Regions from separate parts of the Sus scrofa genome. Here regions 1, 2 and 3 are each linked to region 4. A link is a contact called in public targeted proximity ligation data. All regions are on one chromosome and are shown on one strand. The core of a region is the stretch at or near the end of the contact, and the rest is flanking DNA. Distances in the headings are between cores, read along the strand shown.

What was found.
Region 1: a contact with region 4 is called in a targeted proximity ligation map of alveolar macrophages. A contact is called at or near these places in 4 of 5 promoter capture datasets (fetal liver, fetal skeletal muscle and liver), 21 of 47 Hi-C or Micro-C datasets (adipocytes, adipose tissue, alveolar macrophages and 14 more) and 2 of 2 datasets of targeted methods (alveolar macrophages and skeletal muscle).
Region 2: a contact with region 4 is called in a targeted proximity ligation map of skeletal muscle. A contact is called at or near these places in 1 of 5 promoter capture datasets (fetal skeletal muscle), 3 of 47 Hi-C or Micro-C datasets (embryonic fibroblasts, fetal skeletal muscle and skeletal muscle) and 2 of 2 datasets of targeted methods (alveolar macrophages and skeletal muscle).
Region 3: a contact with region 4 is called in a targeted proximity ligation map of alveolar macrophages. A contact is called at or near these places in 2 of 47 Hi-C or Micro-C datasets (embryonic fibroblasts and heart right ventricle) and 2 of 2 datasets of targeted methods (alveolar macrophages and skeletal muscle).

The regions. Positions count from the first base shown.
Region 1 is chr5:93,580,522-93,583,221 of Sscrofa11.1, forward strand. No RefSeq gene overlaps it. Among named protein-coding and RNA genes, the nearest start is that of DUSP6, 280 kb to the left of the region's middle.
Region 2 is chr5:93,558,069-93,561,115 of Sscrofa11.1, forward strand. No RefSeq gene overlaps it. Among named protein-coding and RNA genes, the nearest start is that of DUSP6, 260 kb to the left of the region's middle.
Region 3 is chr5:92,936,142-92,939,035 of Sscrofa11.1, forward strand. It overlaps LOC106507543 (collagen alpha-1(I) chain), which reads right to left and starts at 1,639. Exons shown (of 4, transcript XM_021091263.1): 1 at 1,447-1,639; 2 at 945-1,088; 3 at 636-839; 4 at 1-580. The coding sequence starts at 1,639. It overlaps ATP2B1 (ATPase plasma membrane Ca2+ transporting 1), which reads left to right and starts at 386. Exons shown (of 21, transcript NM_214352.3): 1 at 386-562.
Region 4 is chr5:93,301,783-93,304,663 of Sscrofa11.1, forward strand. DUSP6 (dual specificity phosphatase 6) reads left to right here and starts at 1,276. Exons shown (of 3, transcript NM_001267842.1): 1 at 1,276-2,136; 2 at 2,742-2,881. The coding sequence starts at 1,737.

The sequences.
Region 1 (2,700 bases), core at 15-2,514, 280 kb after region 4:
GTGCAGTCTCCTAAGGCCTGATACTTAAACATTTCTGAATCATTTACATCTATGTTCATTTATTGGATATGACAGCATCTTTTAGCTCTTAATTCTGTGTCAAACTACACAGCAGTTTTATTTATGTCTCTGTGTGTATGTGTGCATGTGTATGTAAGTTAAAGAAAATTAAAATTATTTTCAAACAGAATTTTGTAATCTCTTTAGAGAAAGTTGTGAACAACATTCAGTGTCATAAGAATATGTTTAGGAATCACCTGTGCAATATTTGTATCCACATTTCTGTTAATATTAACTTGAAAGGAGAAACTGCTGGATACTCTGCCCTTTAAAATAATGCTTTAATCTAGGAGTTCCCATTGTGGGGCAGCGGAAACAAATCTGGCTAGGAACCGTGATGTTGAGGGTTCGATCCCTGGCCTCGCTCAGCGGGTTAAGGATCCGGCATTTCCGTGAGCTGTGGTGTAGGTCACAGACACAGCTTGGATCTAGATTTGATGTTGCTGTGGCTGCAGTGAAGGCCAGCAGCTCTGATTGGACACCTAGCCTGGGAACCTCCATAGGCTGTGGGTGTGGCCCTAAAAAGTAAAACAATAAAAAATAAATAAAATAAAATAATTCTTTAATCTTTTCCTTCCAAAGTTTTCTATATCTTTTCCCCAGTGCCTCAATGCTAAACCTGAGTGTGTGAGCTTGAAATACATCTAAATATTTAGTGGTGTCATACTATTTTTTCAGTCATTCAAGTTTGTCCTAATGGAATATTGTTGGGACAATGATCAAAACGATTTGGGGCTTCAGCACAATAATGCTATTTAGTCCAACTTGAAGTCTGTATTTAGGTTCCAATTTCTGCTTAATTTTTGCCTACTTCTTGGTAGGAACAATCATACATATCTATTTGATATGATTTAACTTAAAGCATAACCAAACCTTCACCAAAGAGAGTTTTACCAATATAGTCATAAAATATTATCATAATAATATCATAATAGTCTGATACTTTTCATAATATCATCAGTGATTATTTATTAGATTTCCATTTGACATATGACGTTGAATTAAATTACTACCATCATTTACGGTTTGGGGGTGATGACAATTATGGTGACATGCTTCAATCCAGCCTTTTAAACTGCAAATCTGTAGAGGTATTTTATTTTAGGGGCCAGAAATAATTTAGCATTCTATTAAGATTTACATTACTGAAAACTGAGTCTGACACCTAAATGCTGCATGATTGATGGTGTTTCTGTACCCTCTAGTGGTCTGATGCAGAACTGAAATAACCAAGAGAAAAATAGCCTGGGAATTCTGGGGTGTGGGTGGCAGCACCTGCTTGGCCTTGAATTATAAAAGGCAAAGATAAGAAGAGATTTCAGGCCAGGCTTCTAGAATTGGCCAATGTGAATGTGAATTTTCATCGCTAAGCTTATTTTACAGGCATGAAAGAAGGAATGGTGGTAGATTTTAAAAAAATTCCTCCTTTAAATGTCTTACTTTTTTCGAAATGTTGGAGTTTGTCGTATATTAAACAAATGTTTTCTATCTATGAAGGTTTCTCCTCAGTGACATTCTTGATGTTTTGGGATCTATAATGCTTTGTTGCAGGGGCACCCCCTCTGCACTGTAAGATGTTTAGTAGCATCCCTGCTTCTTACTTACTAGATACTAGGAGCATCCTCAGCTGTAATAACCAGAATCACCTCCAACGTTGCCAAATGTCCCTTGGGGGAAAATTCCCAACCGAGAATCATCTTAACGATTTCTGTTAGGTAAGGCAGAAAGAGTCTGCCAATCGAAACGAATAGGTCAGTGAACATTTAGCATGAGTCAAGCCATGTACCTGTATTATTTAATTTTTTTTTTTTTTTTTTTTGTCTTTTGTCCTTTTAGGACTGCACTGGTGGCATGGGGAAGTTCCCAGGCTAGGGGTCCAATAAGAGCTGTAGCTACTGGCCTACATCAGAGCCAGAGCAACACCAGATCTGAGCCGCATCTACGACCTACACCACAGCTCACGGCAATGCTGGATCCTTAACCCGCTGAGCAAGGCCAGGGATCAAACTTGCAACCTCATGGTTCCTAGTCTGATTCGTTTCCGCTGCACCACGACGAGAATGCCTGTATTATTTAATTTAATCTTTATTAGAATCCTCAGGGGTCAGTCCTATTATTGTCCATTTTACAGATAAGGAGAGTTGAGTAAATTTCATGGCATCACGTAGGTAAGTAGTAGAGTCAACGTTAAACTCTAGATTGGCTCTGGGCTTTGCATTTGAAAAGATTCTACTACAAGAGTATAGCTTCTAATAAGCTCCTAAGTGAGTAAAAAACAGAATTATTGATTTACAAATAATAATAATCCACAATTGCCAGTTTATGATAATTTTCTGAATCAACAAAACAGAAGGACCAGAGAGTATTCTGACATTGTGAAGGCTTGTTTTTTTCCACTCATTTATCAAGTACCCACTCTCCATACAGATATAAAAATGAATAAAATAAAGCCCCACCCTCTGAAGCTTACTTAGATTGCTGTGAGCCAAAAGCAAATGAGCAAAGACATGTCTAATCTTTCATTTAGTAACATGCTATGGAGAAAATAAAATAAATTAGCCCTCTCTATCCCATAGATAGGGTAGAGTGCTTCTATTTTGTACAAAGTAGTGGGGAAGTAAGTATTCCTAGTAGTGAGAA
Region 2 (3,047 bases), core at 448-2,947, 260 kb after region 4:
AACACAGGGATGCTTATAAATATTGCATTTGTGCGATACCAAATTAATGCTTAAACACCCTTCAAATCTGGCATTGGAGTGGACGCTCTAGGGGCCGTGGGAAACAGACATTTTTTAAGGGGGTTACATGCTCTGACAGTGCCTATTTCTGGTAGCATCTGACTCTTTACCTATCTCACATCATGAAAAACTTGGTTAGGTCAACACTGGCGCACCAAGAGAGAAGAGTTGGGTAACTCTTTAAACTAGCAGCTACGACTTGTAAGCAGGCTCAGAAGTATAGCTTCTGCTATTGCTCAGGCTTCCTGACTGCCTTCCTCAGAGTGGCACATAGAAAAATCACAGGCTGCTTTGGGCGTTAGACACAGCTTCACCCATAACTGCGGGGAAGCTGTGGGGAGTGGTCAACTCTATCTGTAAAAGAAGAATAGTCATACGCTCCCTAGAAAGATCAGTAAATGTAAATTCTAGAACAGTGTCTCTAAACTATGGTCCATAGGCCAAATGTGGCCTGCTGCTTATTTTCCAGATAAAGTTTTAATGGAATGTGGGACATTCATTTATTACGTATTGTTTATATGTCCACAGAACATCAGCAGAACTGAACAGTCACAATCAAGATGGCATGGCTCAAAAAGCCTAATATATTTATGATCTGGCCTTTTATTTATTTTTATGTTTTATTTATTTATTTATTTTCGTCTTTTGTCTTTTTTAGGCCTGCACCCACAGCATATGGAGGTTCCCAGGCTAGGGGTTCAATTGGAGCTGCAGTCGCTGGCCTACGCTGGAGCCACAGAAACGCCAGATCCGAGCCACGGCTGTGACTTACACCACAGCTCACGGCAACGCTGGATCCTTAACCCACTGAGCAAGGCCAGGGATCAAACCTGCAACCTCATGGTTCCTAGTCAGATTCGTTTCCGCTGTGCCATGATGGGAGCTCCTGGCCTTTTATAGACAAACTTTGCTGGTCCCTGGACGAAAACGTGGTCCTGAACCTGAAGATACTCAATAAACATTAAGTAGTAATTATTCTCTCCTTCACCAGAACCCAGTCTGGGTGAGAGTGGAAAAGAAAGAACACAGAATTGGCAGGAAAGGGAGCAGGGTGGCCAACTGTCTCTTTCCATTTCCCAGAAACTCAAATTGGAATTGAACTGGAATCCGTGAGTGAAACCTAATAGAGAGCTGAAGTACAGTTTCTTTCTTTTCCTTATTGAAAACGGTCACGGGTCCAAAACCTTTTTCTTTCCTCTTGGAAAGCACTATGTCTCACCATTGAAGCTGACAGTTCCTTCTTGATATCGGTTGTCATTGGCAGGGAATGTGAAAATCTTCCGTCAGAGCACAGCACGGCCATTTCAGGCCGTTTTGCTTGTGTCGGTATTGATTTCAATTACAACAAGTTATCTGAATCACTGGGCTTCCTGTTGGCTGCACTCACTGCCCAGTGATGCAAATGGAAAGCCTCTTTCAAACCTACAATATCTGGTTACTTCCAACGAGGCCCAGGCCGCTGGGGTATAAACAAAACCCAAGCACCAATCCCTGCACAAGGAAATGATCTTCATTTGCCCTCCATGATGTCATCTGTCTTGGGCTTGACAATTTTTGAACAAGTATTGACTGGGAGGCCAGGCCAATCTGAAGAATTCATCTTGCTCCTTATCAGGGCAAGTAGTCAAGCATATCGCAAAACATTTGATTTGGTTCAATTCCTTGTGTACATATCCTTTCTCTCTTCTCTTCCTTCCCCCCTCCATTATGTCAGCCTCTGTGGGAGGAGCTTGCGTGTTTGCACAAAGCATAGTCTGATGGTGTTCGGTGTCTGTGTGTTTATTCTGTGGGTAAGAATTTGAATGGCTTTTCTCTTCTACCTGTTAGCTTATAAGCAGCCTAATCCAGGGATCAGACTCCTGGGTTTCACATAGTGATTCAGCAATTCGTGTCGGAATGGCTTTTTATAGCAGTAAGGCAGACCGTCATTTCCAAAGACATATGCACATAAGGCCAAACATACAGAACATGTCGTAATTCGTGATGCTGTAAATGCACATATTTGAATCATTGCCTTTAAGGCTTTTGTACTGAGTCGTCATTTAGCTGGAAAGGAGCCTACATTACTGTGGAACAGACTGACTCATTTTCTCCCCAAATTGCCTTCCTTTGGACTCAGAGGTGGACTATATTTCCCAGCCTCCTTTGCAGGTAGATGCAGCCTTGTGTCAAAATTGTGGTCATTGAATGAGGTGGAAGTGGTAAGACTCTTTTTCAGGCCCAGGCCATAAAATCCTCCCAAGTGCAATCCTCTGATCTCTTGACTCATCTCACAGCTACTGAATAGAGAGGCCTCCAAGGACATACAGGAGGTTGAGGTGGCCACATGGAAGGAGCCTGGGTCCCTGAGTGTAAATGTGGAACAGATTTCCCAGCCCCAACATTGTCCTCACCAACCCAGATCGCACTGTGATGAGATCCTTTGTGCCACCCTTACAGCTAATCCACACTGGACCATAATGAGAGCAAGAAACAGACATTTACTGTGTTAAATCAGTGGGTTTGGGGGTTGATAGTTGTAACAGCGAGTCTAGCTTGACTGAGGTACTGGCTCACTCTTCTATTAAGCATTGTCTTTAACTCATCATCTTCACAAGTGCAGTAACGTTCAAGACACATATTTTGCTGTATTTTATGGAATAGATGAGATACTACAAAGGTGTTTGGGAGTGAGAAGATGTGTGGGCACACTCACTTACGTAGTTTTTCCTTCACAATGTTCCTCTGATGGAGGTGACATGTTCAATGTCAAGGTAACAATAAGGGCTTAATGTCTTAGTTTCATTATATAAGCAGAACCTTTTTTTTTTTTTTATAGCCCTATTTTCCCTGGATGAGTCCATTACTCTGTACATGAGTATCAAACTTAATTATTGGGCAGAAGATGGCAAATTATGTTTTGTCTTTGTTGGACTAGGCATTTATCTGTGTCTGAGAGGGAAGTGATTATGGCATTGAGGAGGAAAGGGTGAGAAAGCTATTCTGCA
Region 3 (2,894 bases), core at 389-2,888, 370 kb before region 4:
TGCAGACGGGGCCCCTGCCTGAAGCTTCTCGCAGCCCCCTCGTGCTCGGCCGTCCACTCCCCGGGGGCCGCGGGCCCCGCCTCGTGCAGGGCGGACTGCCGGGCTCCCAGAGGGGGCTGCACCCTGCCCGCGGCCGCCGTTGCGGACGGCGGCGTGAGGCCGGCAGAACTGCCCGTGCTGAGCGCGGCGCGCCCTGTGTGCGGCTCTGCGGAGCCCAGGAGGCGGGTCCTGCGGGGACGCGGGCGGCCACTCGGCTGCTGCCGGGCTCTGGGCGGGGGCCGGGCCGGGCGCCGCCTCCTCCGCCGCCGCCGCCGCCTCCTCGCAGTGCAGCGTGAGTAGGGAGCCCCGGCTGGTGGACGCCGAGCTTGTGGCTCCACGGCCGCTTCATCCTCGAGGTGCAGCCGAACCTCCGCGTGGCGCCCGGAGTCCTGCGAGCCGCCTGCGCACCGGCCGAGTCCCGGTTCTCTGCGTTGGCCGCCGTCCTCACCGTCCCCTTCCCCCGACCCTCTCGCAGCCTCCCCTTCCTTTCCCCCTCGGAAAATGGTTCCTGCTGCCGGGCGAGGTGAGTGGCGGCCGCCGCCTGCTCGCGGCGGGGGCGGCGGGGCAGGTCACCTGCGGGGGAGGCCGGGCGGAACGCGGAGGTCGGGGCGTCGCGGCGGGGGTCCTGACAAGTGGGTGTTCCGCGGACTGCGCGGATTCTGGAGCGAAGTTGGCGGGGCGTGCGGGGGGCCCCTTCGCAGGTGGGAGCACCGCGCCCGCCCAGAGAGATCGTAAAGGTGAGCGGGTTTCTCGGCGTGAGCCGTGGCGCGGGGTCCGGCCGGGAGTCCCCGCCCAGGGCCCTAGGGACCGGCTGGGTGGTACTCCGCGTCTACACCCTCAGCTCTTCGACTTCTCCTAGCCGCCTCGGCCGCGCCATAGCCCATCCTGCGGCCGGCCGCCCCTGCCTCGGCGCCTGGTGACCTTGAGGGCAGCGGTGCCCGGCAGTCTTTCCCCGCGCCCGGGGAGGGTCACCCCTCTAAATCCCCGACTTCGGCCCCGCTGGCGCTCCGCGGGCGGAGAGCGGGGCCGGCGTTGGCCCCCGGCGGGGGCTAGTTGATTGATGCGTGTCGCACAGGACGGTGATTCCCCGGGGGTTGGAGAACCGCCTCGCCTTTCTCCCGGTGTCTCTCGTCTGGCTCCCCAGGATATTTACGGTTGCTTCCGATTCGCGTTTTTAGACTTAGTTTTAAAAGAAAGAAAGGAAGAAGAAAAAAATCCTGCGTTCTCCACCCCCTTTTTGGAAGGGTCTGTAAGAAAGAACCGCATTCCAGTTGCAGAGGTGGTGGTGCTGGGGGGTGCTCCCTTTATTCCATCCTGCAGGAGAATCCTGTGGCTGAGCTAGTTAGCGACCCCTGGTTCTGTGCAGCGGTCACTGGCCAGGCTGGTTTCTGTGCGCATTTCATTCACCAGTTTTCTGCAGGACTCGCAGCGCAGGGAGGGCTCGAACCCTGTGCGGTGCAGCGGTGCCTGGCGCGGAGGGGAGGGCAAGAGGTTCAGAGGGGGTCTTTAAATCTGCGGAGGGCTCGATCCTCGCCTCGGCAGGCATAATTTTACCTTTCCTGGGTTTAGAGCTCAGCAGCCAGGCACCTTTGGCTGCCATGCATGCTACTTTTCTCGGTTTATTAATAATCTAATGGCTCCTGTTGGTATCGATTGCTGTTCATGATAAATTAGTTATATGGATTTTTCTTCATACGCGTGTAGGTATATGCATATATCGGGACTCTGCCTTTCAACATGGAAGCCTTTGTTGTGTTTAACCTCCCCCACCTGAGGACAGCCTTATTTTAAAATCTCTCGTTCAGCGTGGGTGTATTTTATAATAAGAAGTACTTGTAAGGATCTGCTTTGTATGAGGCTCTCCTTGGGCAGAGGGTGTGTAACCCTTTGGATAGTGGCCCATGTGAGTGAATGAAGGGCCTTCAACCGCTTGCCCTGCTGCCAGCTTTCCCCAGACTCCCTGTCCTTGTGTGTGGCGGAGGCGGATTGGGGGAATTAGAGGGATTGGAGGAGAATCTGCTTTTTGTACTTGAGCAGTTCATTTGGTCCCCCCCCCCTTTTTCTTTTTTGTCCTGGTGAGTTCAGATTTGAAGCAAATAGACACACTGTCCTTAAAGGGATCCTTTGAGAACTAGTGTATGAAATGGGCTTATTTAGCCATTTCAGGGGGGCGTCTTAGTTTCTACCTTGCTTTGCATGAGACAGTTAAATTGCTGTAATTAAGGGTGGATCTCTGTCCTGATTTTGGCTTCGGTGTAACTGCAATGATCTTTGAAAAGTAACTGTTATTTCCTACCATATAGTCTGCAAAAGTGAGTCACAATCGGGTGAGTTGAGGACAGAGCGCCACCTTTAATTTAAAATTTCGGCATTTTCTTTTATTAAAATGATGAACATTCAAAGGATGCCTTCTTGATTTTTGTTCCAGTTGGTGTCGTTCCTGGCATCCCCATTTAGATGTGTAAGGTGAATTGTCTTCTTTTTTCTGTATTCTGTAATTCCTCACTCTTTTATGGGGGGGGGGTTCTGCAATTGTGTGGGAAATTGTTTTTTTAATTTGAAGCTTGAAATTTAATGTAGACTTCTGAGATGAGATGAGAAACTAGATTTGATTTGTGCTTATGATAAAATAATAGGGGCAGTGATCTAAGGTATCTACCTAGGAAAATAAGGAAAGTAATAGCTTTATCATAAATAGATGTTTAAAACTAGCCATTGCCTCCAAATAAGGATATCCACCAGCATGATAGTAGTTTTATAAATTTTTTTTAGCTTCTGTGCTATTAACAGATTCTAAAGTAAACATGCAAAATTATGAACTTTGTTTGAATAAGGTATAGTAATTCCTTTTTTGT
Region 4 (2,881 bases), core at 26-2,525:
CCCGCCCGCTGAACGCGGAGGCGGAGGCGGCGGGCGCCGGCAAGGAGCGCAACGCGCAGGAGCGGGCGGTGCTGTGCGAGTCGCCGGCGACGCAGGGGAGGGGGCTGCTGCCGCGCAGGGAAGAGGGTAACCCCGCGCGGGATGTCGAGCGTGGGGGCGGGCGGCCTCTCCTCTGACAAGCCTCTGGGTTTACAGTAGGCAATGCGCGGAGCTCTCCTGAGCCCCCGCGGCCTGCCGGCCTCGCAGGAAGACTTCCTCACGCTTTGCGGATGGTGGGGGCTGCCTGCCCGGCTCCGGACGCCCTGGTGCACCTAGCCCAGGCAGCCCCGCCAGGCCGGCTCCTCTGTCGGAAGCTGAGCTCGCTGCTCAGAAATGATGAAGGAGCGCGACCCCCGCCGCGTGCAGTAGGTGACGGCGGGTGAGGGGGTCGGATCCCCGGAACAATGGCTCATAACGCCCCCACGCCGCCTGAGAGGAATAAAAGCACCGGATTGCCCAACGAGTTTGTTTCTACAGCCTCCACGGTTTTTAAAAAATAATTAAAGCGCTATTAAAAAAAAAAAAAAAGCTTGCTTTCTATTATCTGGACAACCAAGCATTTGTTTGTTTGCTTGCTTAAAAATGTTTCAACAAAACCCTGGTTTGTCTCCAAAGATGTTGGATTAGCATTTAACACCTCATCGGTCACTAAAGCCCAGGCAGTCCACCAGCCCCAACACAGTCTCGGCTAAAAGAACATCGAAGCAAACAGAGCCGGGCTTTTTAAACTGGCAAACAAATGCCACACACTGCCTACGGGAGGAGGGGGAGGTTAAAGTGAACTCCAGTCCAAAGGAGTTTAAAGGGAATAAAAGCGAAGAAGTCAGCACTAGTTTCCCTAAAGCTAGCTTGCGCGCACAGGCGTCGCGAACAACGGCTTTTGTGCCTGCTAATTGCACCATTTGTGCGCAAAAGTTCCGACGCTAAGTGTGAACTCTCAACAGAAGGAAACATGAGACAACTGAAGTGCCCTGGTTTGTGTGCCCTGCTCCTCCTCCGCCGCCGCCTCCCCTTCTTTCTCCTTCCTCCCGCCGAGCCCGCTGTTGCAGCTTGTTTGCACTGGGGCTTATCCGGAGCGGAAATTCCTTTCCGTTTTTGTGAATGACAAACTCATTAACAATTCATCAACACAACCTGTTCCAGCCGGCCCGTCCCCACGGCAACAGCCCCTTCCGCAGCGTGCTCATTGGCTGGCGGGGAGAATGTATCCATTGAGACGCTCGCTGTTTGTATCCATTGAGGAGCTGCCTCGCGCAGGGGGTGTGCGAGGGCTGAGTCCAAGGGAGAGTGAGCAAATCCAGGCTTTAATAATCCGAGGAGAAAGCCGCCCGGGTGGATTTGAGGTGCAGTTTGGAGGGAGGGCTCAGGAGCTGCTGGACTTTTTTTTTTTCCTCTCCTCTCAGTAGCACGAAGTCCGAATTAATTGGATTTCATTCACCGGGGAGGAACAAAACTGTCTGGGCAGCTTCATTCAAAGAGATTCATTGACACCAAGAGCGTGCGGCTGCAGCCGGGTGCAGAGGGAACCGCCGGCTTACTTCTGTCTCGCTTGCCCCAACCGCTAACCCGGCTCGGGAAAGGAGAGGTGGCATTAAACCCCGCTCCAAGAGCGGCGGCTTTGGCGCGGCGCGCTCGGCCTATGCCTGCCCCGAGGGGAGTCTGGTAGGCACCTCGCCCTCTCCGGCCGCTCGACCCCCATGATAGATACGCTCAGACCCGTGCCCTTCGCGTCGGAGATGGCGATTAGCAAGACGGTAGCGTGGCTCAACGAGCAGCTGGAGCTGGGCAACGAGCGGCTGCTGCTGATGGACTGCCGGCCGCAGGAGCTGTACGAGTCGTCGCACATCGAGTCGGCCATCAACGTGGCCATCCCCGGCATCATGCTGCGGCGCCTGCAGAAGGGCAACCTGCCGGTGCGCGCGCTCTTCACGCGCGGCGAGGACCGGGACCGCTTCACCCGGCGCTGCGGCACCGACACCGTGGTGCTCTACGATGAGAGCAGCAGCGACTGGAACGAGAATACGGGCGGCGAGTCGGTGCTCGGGCTGCTGCTCAAGAAGCTCAAGGACGAGGGCTGCCGGGCGTTCTACCTAGAAGGTACGCGCCGGGGGCGTCCCGCGCCTGGGGCAGGGCGGGGGACCCCGGCTGCGGGTGCAGGCGGGGCGCGCCGACTGGAAGCGCCCCTGTGGCGCTTGGCTGGCGCTTCAGAGCCGCGCTGTGCGCCAGGAGCTGTCTGCCGGCTCCCGGCGGCGAATCTCTCGCGGCCCGCGAGCCGGGCCCGCGCGGAATCGACCCGCTTCCGGCCACAGGCACGCGTCGTTTCTTTGGAACTAGCTCTTCTTTTTCCTACCCGGCATATCCCCCACTTTCCCTCTACGTTTGATTTTGAATTCAGATTTCGCAGGACTGCAGAGGCCGTGGGGGTGCAGGCAGGCACCTTCTGGCACTTGTAGATACTCAGAAAAGTTGCCATTTTGTGCATTTCCGGATTCAAAAAAATAAGGGTTCCCAGGGGAGGCGGGCCTGTTCGTTCTGTTCCCAAGGGTGCACCTTTAAGTGCCTTTCGCCTGTATTTGTCTCTGTGTTTGGGGGGTGGGGGGGTAAGGTGCTGTGGTGTGTTTCTGAGCCCGGCTGCGGCTCTCCAACCTGTGAAAACTACTACGGTATCTCGGGTTACAAGATTGCTTTTCTCGTCCTGGCAGGTGGTTTCAGTAAGTTCCAAGCCGAGTTCGCCCTGCACTGCGAGACCAATCTAGACGGCTCGTGTAGCAGCAGCTCCCCGCCGTTGCCAGTTCTGGGGCTCGGGGGCCTGCGGATCAGCTCCGACTCCTCCTCGGACATT